Regions from separate parts of the Mus musculus genome. Here all the other regions are linked to region 1. Evidence: chromatin contacts called from public HiChIP or PLAC-seq and Micro-C data. All regions are on one chromosome and are shown on one strand. Each heading gives the region's core, a stretch centred on a gene start, on an enhancer-like site or on the middle of the called end of the contact. The rest is flanking DNA. Distances are from core to core; before and after follow the strand shown. Region 1 overlaps Mapt (microtubule-associated protein tau). Region 2 overlaps Kansl1 (KAT8 regulatory NSL complex subunit 1). Region 3 overlaps Cdc27 (cell division cycle 27).

Region 1 (4,505 bases), core at 1,469-3,968:
CCGCCAGAATCTGACACAGAGGAATCCATCTTTACGGAAGTAGGAGCTAGGAGCTGAAGTGGGGAGAGCATGGAAGGATTCAAGAATGGTCTCTGTGGTAGCTAATCTTCATGGTCAACTTGCCTAGATCTAGAACCACCCAGGGGCTGTTGTGGTCCATTTGTGGCTGTGTTTGAAGATACATACAGATAGGATTAGCTGAAGGGAAGACCTGCCTTGAATGTGGGTGGTACCATCCCATGGGCTGGGGGTTAAGGCAGTACGGAACGCAGAGGAAGGAAGGAGAAATCACACCCAAAGCTACACTCCTTTGGGCTCTCTATCTACCAAGAAGAGCTTCCTCCACCACAGGCAATGCTCTGTCCAAGGAGGACACAGGAGCCCATGAGCCAAAACAAAGCTTTCCTCACTGAGTCATCTCTGTCAGGTGTCTGGGCACTCAGGAGATGTTCCATGGGAAAAGGTGGCCTCTAAGCTCCTGCAGAGATGCCACTGTCCCCTCCTACCCACCTGCCCCGCACTAGCTCAGAGCAGCGGCTGGTTTAGAACAAGGCTGTGGGCCTGACTGTCACATCTGACTGGCCATTCAGATGAGTGTTTATAAGCTGTGAGGCTTCCTTCTCCATCATCACACTCAATCTATAGCATGGTGGGGGATGCCCTGGGAATCACGTATGCTAAACCAGGCAGTCCACCAACTAAGTGAGCTGTGTCCTGGCCTTTGTGGCCTGTTTTGAGACCAGAAAGACTATAAAGCATTTCTGATTACCCAGGAGTGGTGGGAAAGTCTACAGCTTTCATCCTAAACGGAGGACAAACTTCTTCAATGACAAAACTTTGATGTAGAGATATGGCTTAGTGGCTAAGAGCACAGACTGCTCATGCAGAGGTCCTGAGTTCAATTCCCAGCCCCCACATGGTGGCTCATGACCATCTGTAATGGGATCTGATTCTCTTTTCTGGTGTGTCTGAAGTCGGTGACAGTGTACTCACATACATAAAATAAATGAATCTAAAAAAAAAAACAAAAACAAAAAACCTTTGAAAGAATAGCCAGAGACAAAAAGTATCATATGACCCATGACTTCACCCCCGTAAGGTGTCTGTGACCTTCAAGCATCCTTCATGAGCAAGGCTGAGGCCTGGCCAGGATTTAAGAACATCTAACCCCTTCTGTCTCAGAAGCCACTACTGCCAGTCAATCACTTTGCAAAGCAGAAACACATTTTGAAAGCCGGGGTGGCTCTGTAGTGGGCATTCTCCATGGGTGTGCGAGAGAAGGCTGGCTATAGGCTCCTAGGGTGCTCACTCTTCATTGTCAACTTGCTAGACTTGGAACCACCTAGGAGACACACCCCTGGGCGCATCTTCCGGGGGTATTCACAGAAAGGTTTAACTGAGCAGGGAAAACCTACCCTGAATATGGGTGTCACCATCCCATGGGCTGGGGTCCTGGGGAAAAAGGAGAAAGCCAGCTAAGCACCAGCATTCGCTGCTGTCTGCTTCCTAACTGCAGATGCAGTGTGACCGCCACCGTGCCGCCACCTGTCACATGGAGTCTATCCCCTAAAACCACGACGAGCCCTAACAGACCCTAGAGTTGCCTTAGTCAGACATTGGATCACTGTAAGGAGGAGGAGTGACTGGCATAGTTGCAGAGAGGCACTCCTCAGCAAGGGGTCTTCCCATCTCTGCCACGGTGAGATCAGGCATGTCTCGGTAGCTAACTGGGCAACTTGGGTTCATCCTGCTAACTGCTGGAGTTCTCCCTGAGGCCATGGAGGACAGCACAAAGGGAAGGTACCAGGCTCTGGGCTATGATGATTTCTTGCCTAGCCCTCCGTCCCTGCAGGATGACTTACGAAGGACTGAGCGTCCGAGCCCAGGATTCTTTTTGCTGCTTCGCTGCCTAATTCCTTGTCACCCACATTGGTAGAGCAGACTACATAGACCGAACCCGAAAGATGGACGTGAGGTCACATTTCCGAACAACAGCACCATCCCATTAGACCATCAGAAGGATTCAGTTATGTAGTCGATGTAGCCTGCTTGGTGCTCCTGGGAGTAAACTGTCCCCTAAAGGTGACCTGCTACTTACTATTGCTGGGCCTGGAGAAAATGTGAAGAAGGCAGGAAACCTTCCCCAGAGAACTCTGTTGAGAACCTTTCTAATAGGCACACTGACTGAGGTGGGGGCCAGCAGGAATCAGAGGACTCTGTAGCCTTGTGGGAGGCAGTCAGACTCCAAGGCCGCCACTGCTAAATAGCCAGGAGCCCCAGAAGCCAGAGCGGCTTACTCATCTGCTGCACCCGACTATGAGGGTGACCTGTCCAAGGCAGCTCCGGGGCTCACCCTCACCTGTAATTCCTTCTGGGATCTCCGTGTGGGGCTGGGCAGCGGCCTGCTTGTCGGGAGCTCTCTCATCCACTAGGGGCGCAGTCACGTCTGGAAACCACCAACAGTCACCCCTCTGCTTATGCAGGGGCAGTGCAAGGAGTGGGGCCTGCCAGCCACATGCAAGAAAAGCCAGCTCAAAGCAGGGCCACAGTCCTCCTTCCTGCCCATCTCCCCAGGAAGCACACTAACAGGAGGACCCCCTGCCTGGAAAGCCTACAGGGGTCATGTAAGGATGACGAGGGACACAGCCTGACTCCTGGGGGTCAGCTGTGTGATCCTCACTGCAATGCAGGGGCCCCGCAGCTGGGACTCATCAGGCAATATGAGGAAGCTGAGAAATAGACTGAGCCGCTTTCCTGTGGGGCTTTGAGTAAGCCTTTTGTCACCCTAGCCTTTGTTTCCACAAGTGTAGAACAAGAGTGCCATCTGTAGGTGACCTTTAAAACTTCTACCACTTCTAATTCCCTGCCCCCAACCTCCTCACATCTCATTAAAAGGCACCAGAGTTCCTTATGTGGCAATAACCAGGCCAGATCCAGTTTCCTCGATGATGCAAGAGATAAGAGATCCCAGACCAGGACCTGGGGGCATCTTTTCAAAGCAAGCACTTTAGCTCCTCCCGAACCCCCAGCCTCTCTACTAGGTATGCGAGGCACACCCAAGGAGTGGCCGGTTTCAAGGGATTCCCAGAATTCCACACAGCTAGTCCACAAAGGCTATTTTCCTTATGATCCTGTCTGGTGCAGATAAAACAGCTCGCTGAGCTCAGCCCCAGCTGCCTCCCTCCCTGAGGGTGAGTGAGGCATGTGGGGGCCCACGCATGTACAGGTCCAGACTGCATGAGTGGGTTGTTTCTTCCTGGACAATGGTGACAGAGCAGTGAAAGCCACGTTTGGGAAGCCTGCCCCAGCTTTGGCTCCAAGGCTTTCTCAGGGTGGCAGACAGCTTGCAGACCTGTTCTAACAGGATGAGCAGGAAGTGTCTTGCATCGCTGGTTTTCAGAAGGGCAAAGGAAATCTAGCCAGGAGGTTGTCACCAGGCTAAGGGCCATGCCACCTGCATCCTCCGGGGATGGGCCAGCATGCCGAACAATTGGCAGGAGCTTGACAGCTATGTTCTGGATTTATCCAAAGGCAGATGCTGCGGGAGAGGGCCTGGCCAAATTCTCTTTCTGTAACAGAACGCCCAAGCCATGTTCAGGGATGCAGAAAGGGCTCAGAGTGGAAGCTCCAACCTCCTTGGAAGGCTGGAGGAGCTATGGACGATTAGTTAAAAGCCATTCTCCATGTCCCTTTTCCTTGATTTCTTCTACTCAATGGATCCAAAAGCAAGGTGGGGACAGCCATGCAGCCCACGGTGGCCAGAGAGCCAGTTCTGGCCAGTGAATGAAAATGAAAACATCCAGGAGGAGCTTATAATAGAAAACTCTTGATTTAGTTTTGGCAACACATTGGCTTCTTCGGGGTCCTTTTGGTGACTGTTTTTGTTTGTTTTGTTTTTGTTTTTAATTTCAATTTCATTCATTCTTATTTTTATTATTTGCTTTTTTTTTTTTTTTTTTTGAGACAGGTTTCTCTGTGTAGCACTGGCTGTCCTGGAGCCCTCTCTGTGGACCAGGCTGGCCTCAAACTCAGAAATCTGCCTGCCTCTGCCTCCCAAGTGCTGGGATTAAAGGCGTGCACCACCTCTGCCTGTCTTTCATTCATTATTATGGAACACGTGTGTAATACATCTCTGTGGGCACATGCCATCACAGTGTGTGGGAACTTAAAGGACAACTTTGTAGAGTCGGTTCTGTCCTTCCTCCTTTACAAAGGTTCTGGGGAATTGAACTCGGGTCCCCAGGCTTGCATGGTAAACGCCTTCATCCTCTGAGCTGTCTCACCAGCCATGGTTCTTGTTCCAAGGCAGATGACAGTGTTTGGGAGCGCAGCAGCTATTCTTCAACAATGAAGCAACAGTCCAACCACGTAGGATGGCAGAAGACAAAGACAGAAGCGCATACATGGCGTTAGGGAGCTATGCCCATGTCCGGGTATCTTATGATTGCAAGGCAAAAAGCCTCTTCAGTTGGTAGAGCTTTTGGGTTCCAGCAGCCAACAGTGGC
Region 2 (4,347 bases), core at 882-3,381, 140 kb before region 1:
CTTAGAACAACTAATAAAATCCATAATCTTTACTATTTCATCAAGAATATCTTTTAAACATCAACTAATAATGAACTTTGTAATTCATGCTATAGTGCATGTGTAGAAATCAGGACAACTTGAAAGAGTTGGTCAAACCCAGGTAGGTAGTCAGGTGATGGCAGATATCTTTACTTGCTGGGTCATCTAACAGGCCCAAGCTGCAAGTGAGGAATTCTGTGATTAATATTGTTTGGTGCTGTTGTCTTGGTTCTAAGATACCAGCAATTTTCCTTATCTTTGTTTTTGTACCCTCATTGCAAATGTTAACATAGGTAAAGGCCAGGACTAGTAGAGATTGCTTGGTGGGCTTAAGGTACTTACTTACTGGCCTTGAGTTCTATTGCTCTGTCCTACATTGGTACAATGAGAGAACCAAATCCTGCACATTGCCCCCTGACTTCCTGCGCGAGTACACACACACACACACACACACACACACACACACACACACACCTAAAAATAAATACAATTTTTTAAAAAGGCAAATGATGTTTTTAGTATTACTATGAAAACATTGACCTTCAAAATGGTCATTGAAGGCTGGTGAGATGGCTCAGTAGCTATAAGTGCTTCTAAGCCAGAAGACCTGAATTCCATCCCCTGAATGTACTGTGGAAAGGAAGAACCAGTTTTTAAAAGTTATTCTCTGATCGTCACACACATAAGATGTACCACCACAACCAACACCCCTGCCAACAACCAAATAATTTGGGGAGGGCATCTTTTGAGATCTCCAGGGGTGCAAGAGATTGTGCTTTTAGGGATAGTTGGTGTAGTTCTTTATATAGGTTTCCCTTTGTTTCCAGACCCAAATAGATGAATCAGGAATGAAGAAGAAGCAGTTAATTGAGGTATGTCATTAATGGGTTAGGGTTTAAGAAAATGAAGCAGGAGGAGAAAAGAAAAAAGTACCTCGAAGAAGAAAGTCAATTCTGAGGTTTCAAGGACTAGAGGATTAGAAAGTTAATGCAGCCCAGAAAACCTTTTTCTGAGAGTTAGTGGTCCTCATGCTAGTAGTTGTTGCTAAGGAAGTGAATTGAGGAGAAGGCAAAAGGAAGAGATGTTTGGCTATACCAGCATTTTAGGAGGATTGCAAAGAAGAGAATAAAATAGTTCCAAGAATATCAGGAAAGAAAATTTCATAGAAGTCCACACTACCTATTGCTTAGAAAAAAGTCAGAATATGACTGTTGGTTGAATAACTGGTTAGCTTTCCTAGAGTGATAGGAAATTCTAGAGAGTGGAATATAAAGGCAACTGTAACTATTATTTTGAAGTGCTTTGGGATGGGGGAAGTGAGAGAGTTATGTTGGACTCTTAAAGACACAGATTTACTCTGAAAATGAAGAGCCCAGTAGAAAAGATACATGCTGAATGAAAGAAAACTGATACTACAGCATGATATAGTTAGCCTAGTAATACAATATAAATTTGTAAAGAAGAAACTGATGAAAACTAGATTCCTGGGCAGAAAAAATAACCTTAGGGCCATATTCAGTTAATAATAGAGCAGTTGTGTCCCCCAGTCCTCCCTCCCCAACCAGGGTTTCTCCTTGTAGCCCTGGCTGTCCTGAAATTCTCTCTGTAGACCAAGCTGACCTCAAACTCACAAGAGATCAGTTTCCCTCTGCCTCTCAAGTGCTGGGATTAAAGATGTGTACCACCACTGCCAGGCAAAGAGGTTTTCTTTTAAATAAAGTAATTACAGCCATTTGTGATTATTTCAAAATGAGACTCCTGTTTTGGCACTGTTCAGTCTGTAGTTAACAAGTGACATGAAGGATAAAATTATTTTTTGTAAAAGGATTGTGTTCCTCTCCTCCTAGGTAAAAGATATCTCCAGGCTCCAGAATGGTTCCACAGTTATTCTCCCTTTTTTGGAGGCAGAGTTTGGACAATAGTCTCATGTGATGCTTCTGTTGAAATGTGTGCTGTTTTTAAATGTGCTTGTATTTCTAACTTCCTTTTTTTTCTCTTTCAGTGTGTTCTCAGGGGAGGCAGCAAGGGGCCGTGGAGCTGGCCTCAGCACTGGGAGAGGCTGGACTTCCTGTCTCTCTGTGCTGAATGGCTGCGATGGCGCCCGCTCTCACTGACGCAGCAGCTGAAGCACACCACATCCGGTTCAAACTGGCTCCCCCATCCTCCACCTTGTCCCCTGGCAGTGCCGAAAATAACGGCAACGCCAATATTCTTATTTCTGCCAACGGAACCAAAAGAAAAGCCATTGCTGCGGAGGATCCCAGTCTAGACTTCCGCAATAATCCTACTAAGGAAGACTTGGGAAAGCTGCAGCCATTGGTGGCATCTTATCTCTGCTCTGATGTAACATCTGTTCCCGCAAAAGAGTCTTTGAAATTGCAAGGCGTTTTCAGCAAGCAGACAGTCCTTAAGTCTCATCCTCTTTTATCTCAGTCCTATGAACTCCGAGCTGAGCTGCTGGGGAGGCAGCCAGTTTTGGAGTTTTCCTTAGAAAACCTTAGAACCATGAATACAAGTGGTCAGACAGCTCTGCCACAAGCGCCTGTAAATGGATTGGCTAAGAAATTGACTAAAAGTTCAACACATTCGGATCATGACAATTCCAGTTCCCTCAATGGGGGAAAACGGTCTCTCACTTCGTCATCTCTACAAGGTGGTGAGGTGGGGGGACCTGACTCTGGGAACTTGAAGGGGGGTATGACCAATTGCACTCTTCCACATAGAAGCCTTGATATACAACACACAACTCTATATAGCAATAATAGCACTGCAAACAAATCTTCTGTTAATTCCATGGACCAGCCGGCACTTCAAGGAAGCAGCAGGTTATCACCTAGTACAGACTCCAGCTCTAACTTGACAAATGTGAAGTTAGAAGTCAAAAAGTCTCCTCTGTCTTCCATTCTTTTCAGTGCTTTAGACTCTGATACAAGGATAACAGCTTTACTGAGGCGGCAGGCTGATATTGAGATCCGTGCCCGAAGGTTACAGAAGCGATTACAGGTTGTGCAAGCCAAGCAGGTGGAGAGACATTTACAGCACCAACTGGGTGGATTTTTGGAGACGACATTGAGTAAACTGCCAAACTTGGAATCCTTAAGGTCCCGGAGCCAGTTGATGTTGACCCGAAAGGCTGAAGCTGCCTTGAGAAAAGCTGCCAGTGAGTCTGCCACTTCAGAGGGACTTAGCAACTTTTTGAAAAGTGATTCAATTTCAGAAGAATTGGAGAGATTTACAGCTAGTGGCATAGCCAACCTGAGGTGCAGTGAGCAAGCGTTTGATTCGGATGTCACAGACAGTAGTTCCGGAGGGGAGTCTGACATTGAAGAGGAAGAACTGACTCGAGCTGATCCTGAGCAATGCCATGTGCCCCTGTGAGTAGAACGAATAATGATGCAGTCATTCCTGAAAAATGTGGGACAAGATTTAAATAAAGCCCCATTTTGTAAAGAATATGATTCTTGTATATTGACAACTAGGCTGCACTAATCTTTTCCTAGTTTTAGGTAAGTAAAAGCATATATACCTGAAGGGGAGAAATTGAAGGCATTTCTGCTATAATATTGTGTTGCTATGTGCTAAAAGTTTTCCTTTTTAAGACTTAGTGAAAAGAAACTAGAAAAAAAACAACTGAATACATTGCTTTTGAAACTCCAGGATATTTTAAACTGTAATGTGTAACTTGACATTTTGATGTTTCTGGGATATAGGGACAAGTGTTGATTTCGTTAAATTGATTGAAATTTGTAGTGCTCTCCACTAAACTTTAAGCATACCTGTCTGTCATTTTAATATGAAATTTCCTTTCTGTTGGAGAATGACTGTATCAGCATAGAGAAGGCATCCATGACCATGAAGAGTTTAACAGTTTCTCCCTCTCAACAAACAGGCAGTCATTTCTAGTGTGTAACAGCTTGTTGTCTTGTAATTTAATTTTAATTCTGACACTTTTATGGGTAATAGTGCCAGGTCCCACATTAGGAAGGCTGTGGTTGTCAAGATTGCCCTACTTCAGGTGCCAGTTGCAAACCCCCAGATCGTTTTATATGTGCTTTTCATTACTTGACTGTAAATTAATATTCCCATAGCTTGTTTTCGTATTTGGTTTGCCTGAGCAAGTCAGTACAGTACTCAGAAACACTGCCTTAATGTTTACCAGTTTTTGTTATAAATGATATTTCAAAGGAGAAGGTGAATACATGTATGTGGGTGAGCTATGAGGAAGGGACACTGCTTTCAAGGAACTTTAATGTGTCCAGCTATCCAGAAATCTTCTAAAGTTTGTCCTTTTTTATTTTTACTGGGAACTTTGGTTATATAGGTATG
Region 3 (4,117 bases), core at 873-3,372, 210 kb before region 1:
GTTTCTTATGAAAGAGACAAATTCTCTCCTGAGTTCATCATAATATGGGTTTGTGTGTTTGGGGACTGGCCACAATTTTAAAGATCTAATTATGCGTATAAAAATGGGAATTATTGGAATTTCACAATAACAGATTTAAACAGTCTTAAATTGTGTATCTCCTTTATTGTAATGTATTGAAAATTTTAGAGAAACCTTAGTTAACATTTTATTAAGTGCCAATGTCAGAATATAACAGATTATAGTTTCTTATGGGTGACAGGCCTGCAGTTCTTATTTTGGAATGTTTGATGAAGGAAAACCTCTCCTACTGGTCACTTGTATATGTAAGTCAAGCTGTGAAAATAAGGTGGATTACAGACGATGTGGAAGAATGTTTTAGCCTGTAGACTCAGTCATTTTCTGTCAGTTACTTAACCTTCTCATCCAGATGTGAATTAGACACAGACCATCATAAAGTCAAAGTCTTGGGTTAGGTATTAGGTGCCAGGGAAACATTTTAAAATAATTTACTGACTAAATCTATGTATGTGCCGTTTAAAAAAATAATAATTTATGTGCAAAAGGAAAATTGGGAATAAATGACCATCATAAAAAATTCCCATAGGCTAGCACTTCAATTCTAACAGATATTCCATTTTATTATTCATTAGTTGTGTAAAGTTTAATTTTCATTTCTTTTATTTTTTTAATTGGCAAATCGTAAGCCAGCTATATACATATATATATTACATTATCAGATCTAGAGTTTCATAGCAAGCTTTACCCTGAGTTCTGTTGCAGACCTAGAAAATGCTAAGCTCAGAGCATAATTTACTGAAGTGTAATTATCTTTTTTTTTTTTAGTAGGAGTTTATGTCCTGTGCCAGAGGGACTTCTGGTGCTGATTTTAAGACAAAGGATAGGGGATGGTTGTGGCGTGGCTGGCTGGAAGGCACTCAGACACTTGGCCTGCTTTCACAGTTTCCTCACACCTGCTTTTAACAGCATTTAGATGCGGAAGCCTTATTTCCACATAGTAACTGCTTCTTGGGTCTCTTTCTTTTTCTTTGTGTCTTTCCTTTCCTTTGCTTTTTTTTTTTCCCACAGAATAGGGATCAGATAAACAAACACATTTTGGTAAGCAAGTTGTTTGTTTCAAATTTCAGAGCTTGCTTTGAAGGGACTTAAGAATCCTAAGTACCTCCTTGTCTTTGTCACACCTACACATAAGGACACAGATACAGATACACACACTCACACACACGTACATTAGAGCATTGGGGTTTTTTTTTCCTTCGTGGAAATGGTTATTATTACTGCACCAGGATGAATATTTTTTTTTTCAAGAGAACAGATGGTACTCAAAATAAGGAAAGGTCTCTTAACTCTTTCTGTATTTCGTTACTTAACAATTTTTTATTTTACCCAAGAACTGCAAGTAACATTTGAACCATGCTGCTGTTGTACCTTAATAACTCAGTGATCACCAGTGTTTAGTCCATTAAAAACACTCTTTTCGAAGAAAACAGTTTCGAAGTCTCTGATTAGCCAGAGTACACTATGGGTCTTCACTGAGAAAAACGAAGGCCCATTTTCTTTGGGAAAACCTGGGAAAATGCAAGTGTGGGTGTGCCATGTGTGTTCTATTTGCATTGAAACAATGTACTTTTGTGTCGTCTTTTTTGCTTTTCCTGACTTATTTCAGAAATTGTATAGTCTTTGGGGGGAAAGTCTTCTCTGTTAATATATTTACAGTTCATTAAAGGATATGGAAAATCCAAATAAATTACTTTTGAAAGCAGTTTATAATCAAGGTGTTAAAGCTATGTAAAAGCTGTGTCATCTGCATTTTTATACTGAGCCACAGCAGCATAGTGATGACAGATCACATTTTATGTTCTACAAGAGCCTAGGACAATGTTTCTCTAATTTTTACTTACACTTTTTAATATATAATATATTAAAGTTCATACCCTTTTTAGTATTATTTGGAATTTCAAAATAAATACTATGACAAAAAAATCCAATGGTAATTTTTAGAATATATTATTTTGAAACTGCAGAACCTCTCTTATCACCAGCTGCAACTTCGCAGGTCACCTAGTTAACAGCTCATTCTTTAATGATGTCATTTCCGAGGTTCCCTCAGGGGACACAGCCTTTGTGTTACAATTTAACATCTGAAGCTAGCCATGGTGGCTCAAAGGCAACCTGGGATCTCAGACTTGGGGGGGGGGGGGCAGGGGTGGATGCTGGGGAGATGGTTTGCTTGGTAAGGTTGGAGCTGAGCTTAGATCTACATTACCATGTAAAATGCTGGGACGCAGGGTGGGAGGATCCTTGAAGCTACCTGGCTATCCTGAGTCTAGCTAACTTAGTTCCAGTTTCAGAGAGACTATCTCAAAAAAGGAGATATATTCTTAGGGTGACTTTTAGCCTCCACAATCATGCACACAGGTCCATATGTATGTACACACACCAAAAAGAGGGGGGGAGGAGAGAAATGAGAAGAAAGAAAGGTGACTATGGGTTGAAGATAAAGCTCGGGGATAGAGTGGCACAGTTTCAGTACTGCTGAAGATAAGTAAAGAGAGTGGGGCATTGGCCTGTATGCAAAGACCTGGTTGGGTCCCTCAGTAAATTGGTCATGATGGCCCATGGCTAGAAGCTCAGCACTCAGGAGCTAGAGGCATGAAGGTCAAATTCAAGGTCACCTTAGTAAGGTAAACTGACTCTTTACCCAATAATTGTTAGTCCCCAGTAATCACACAGATGCACCTCCATAGTTGAGCAGTCCAATAATCAACCTTTACTTTCTAAACTAATCTAGCTACCTCCCAGCCCTATCCCCTGACACATGCATATTAATACTGATCTGGCTCCTTGGGCTTCGTGTGTTTCTATGATCTCTCTCTGGACCCCTTGCTCATGGCTCCAAATCCTCCATCTTTGCTATCTGAATCTCCTTCCCTTCCTCTGGCTGGTAGACATCCTGCCCTATTCTCCATTCTGCCCAGCCATTGGGTGATCAGCATTTATTGACAAAGCGAAAATAAAGGGTAAAAATCAATTACACAGACTTATAAGCATTACAATGCTGTGTTGGATTGAGATTATGAGGGCAGAGAAATCAGTATTTGAATAACAAGGGTAAACTTTACATTCTGTACAAAAACATTCCTCTGATGACGCCGCCTTTAATCCCAGCACTCGGGAGGCAGAGGCATGCAGATTTCTGACAGACATGAACATTAAGATCTGAAAAAAGCAGGGGCTGGCGAGATGGCTCAGCAGGTATGAGCACTGACTGCTCTTCCAAAGGTCCTCAGTTCAAATCCCAGGAACCACATGGTGGCTCACAACCATCTGTGACAGCTACAGTGTACTTACATATAACAAAATCTTTTTATAAAGAAAAGTAAAATGTACAAAATTAAGTTTTACAATAGTTTGCAGACCTTTTGTTTATTTAGGTTGTCTTGGAGAAAGAAATGGAGGGATCTTTTAGGATTTTGAGAAGAACAGCAACACAGAAAGCAAATGAAGTGTGAACTGGGCGGGTCCAAGGGCATTGACGTCCCTGGAACATGTCACTTCCTGTCATCTAAGCATGGTGTGGGAAAGAGCAGGATGAAAACACTGTCTCTTGTTCAAAAGAATTATTTTCTTGAAGATAGGTCTCACCATGTTGTCCCAATAGCCTAAAACTAATTTGTGCAGGGCATAGTAGTGAGCGCCTTTTAGCCCAGCACTCTGGAGACAGATAGGTAAGGTCTGTGAGTTCAAGGCCAAGAGTTTCATGGCATACGGGGCTACATAGACTCTCAAAAAAAAAAAAAAAAAAAGTGTGTTTGCACGTGCACCTAGATGAATTTATGTGCCCTTAGAAGCCCGAGGGTATTGGGTACCCTAGGCCTCCAATTCCAGGCATTTGTGAGCTGTCTGGTGTGGGTTCTGGGAGCAGGGTGGCTGGGGTGCTGGGACTTGTGTCTCTGCCTCCTGCCTGCCTGTAGGAGTGCCGCAGTCACAGATGCTTACACAGTATCTGACCTTTAAGTGGATTCTGGGGATTGAAACTCAGGTCCTCATGCTTGCCCAGGAAGCACTTTTCCCCCACTCAGCCCTGCTGTTTTGG

What was found. Hi-C and Micro-C count contacts between places; a contact is called where the count stands out from the background. HiChIP or PLAC-seq counts read pairs in DNA pulled down with a chosen protein or histone mark.
Region 2: an H3K27ac HiChIP or PLAC-seq map of embryonic stem cells shows a contact between it and region 1, with 14 read pairs. The contact joins two enhancer-like sites. A contact is called at or near these places in 2 of 484 Hi-C or Micro-C datasets (both in embryonic stem cells), 12 of 115 datasets of contacts at active chromatin or transcription factors (embryonic stem cells, epiblast stem cells, extraembryonic endoderm stem cells and 4 more) and 1 of 9 other capture datasets (liver).
Region 3: a Micro-C map of trophoblast stem cells shows a contact between it and region 1, with 4 times the contacts expected there. The contact joins two enhancer-like sites. A contact is called at or near these places in 2 of 15 datasets of contacts at CTCF or cohesin (large pre-B cells and pro-B cells), 4 of 484 Hi-C or Micro-C datasets (bone marrow-derived macrophages, embryonic fibroblasts, nephron progenitors and 1 more), 6 of 115 datasets of contacts at active chromatin or transcription factors (embryonic stem cells, epiblast stem cells, extraembryonic endoderm stem cells and 1 more) and 4 of 9 other capture datasets (adipose tissue, embryonic stem cells, liver and 1 more).

What each region holds. Positions count from the first base shown.
Region 1 is chr11:104,287,849-104,292,353 of GRCm38.p6, reverse strand. Mapt (microtubule-associated protein tau) reads right to left here. Exons shown (of 12, transcript NM_001038609.2): 4 at 2,360-2,446. Among named protein-coding and RNA genes, the nearest start is that of Mapt, 59 kb to the right of the region's middle. Within about 2 kb of position 2,718, at least 247 of the 459 cell types and tissues checked have an H3K27ac peak or open chromatin away from gene starts, as enhancers often do. A contact at or near this core is called in embryonic stem cells and trophoblast stem cells, where this site is marked.
Region 2 is chr11:104,422,970-104,427,316 of GRCm38.p6, reverse strand. Kansl1 (KAT8 regulatory NSL complex subunit 1) reads left to right here. Exons shown (of 15, transcript NM_001372459.1): 2 at 2,024-3,395. The coding sequence starts at 2,107. Among named protein-coding and RNA genes, the nearest start is that of Kansl1, 17 kb to the left of the region's middle. Within about 2 kb of position 2,131, at least 129 of the 459 cell types and tissues checked have an H3K27ac peak or open chromatin away from gene starts, as enhancers often do. A contact at or near this core is called in embryonic stem cells, where this site is marked.
Region 3 is chr11:104,500,411-104,504,527 of GRCm38.p6, reverse strand. It overlaps Cdc27 (cell division cycle 27), which reads left to right. Exons shown (of 19, transcript NM_145436.2): 19 at 1-2,004. Among named protein-coding and RNA genes, the nearest start is that of Cdc27, 48 kb to the left of the region's middle. Within about 2 kb of position 2,122, at least 1 of the 459 cell types and tissues checked has an H3K27ac peak or open chromatin away from gene starts, as enhancers often do. A contact at or near this core is called in trophoblast stem cells, where this site is marked.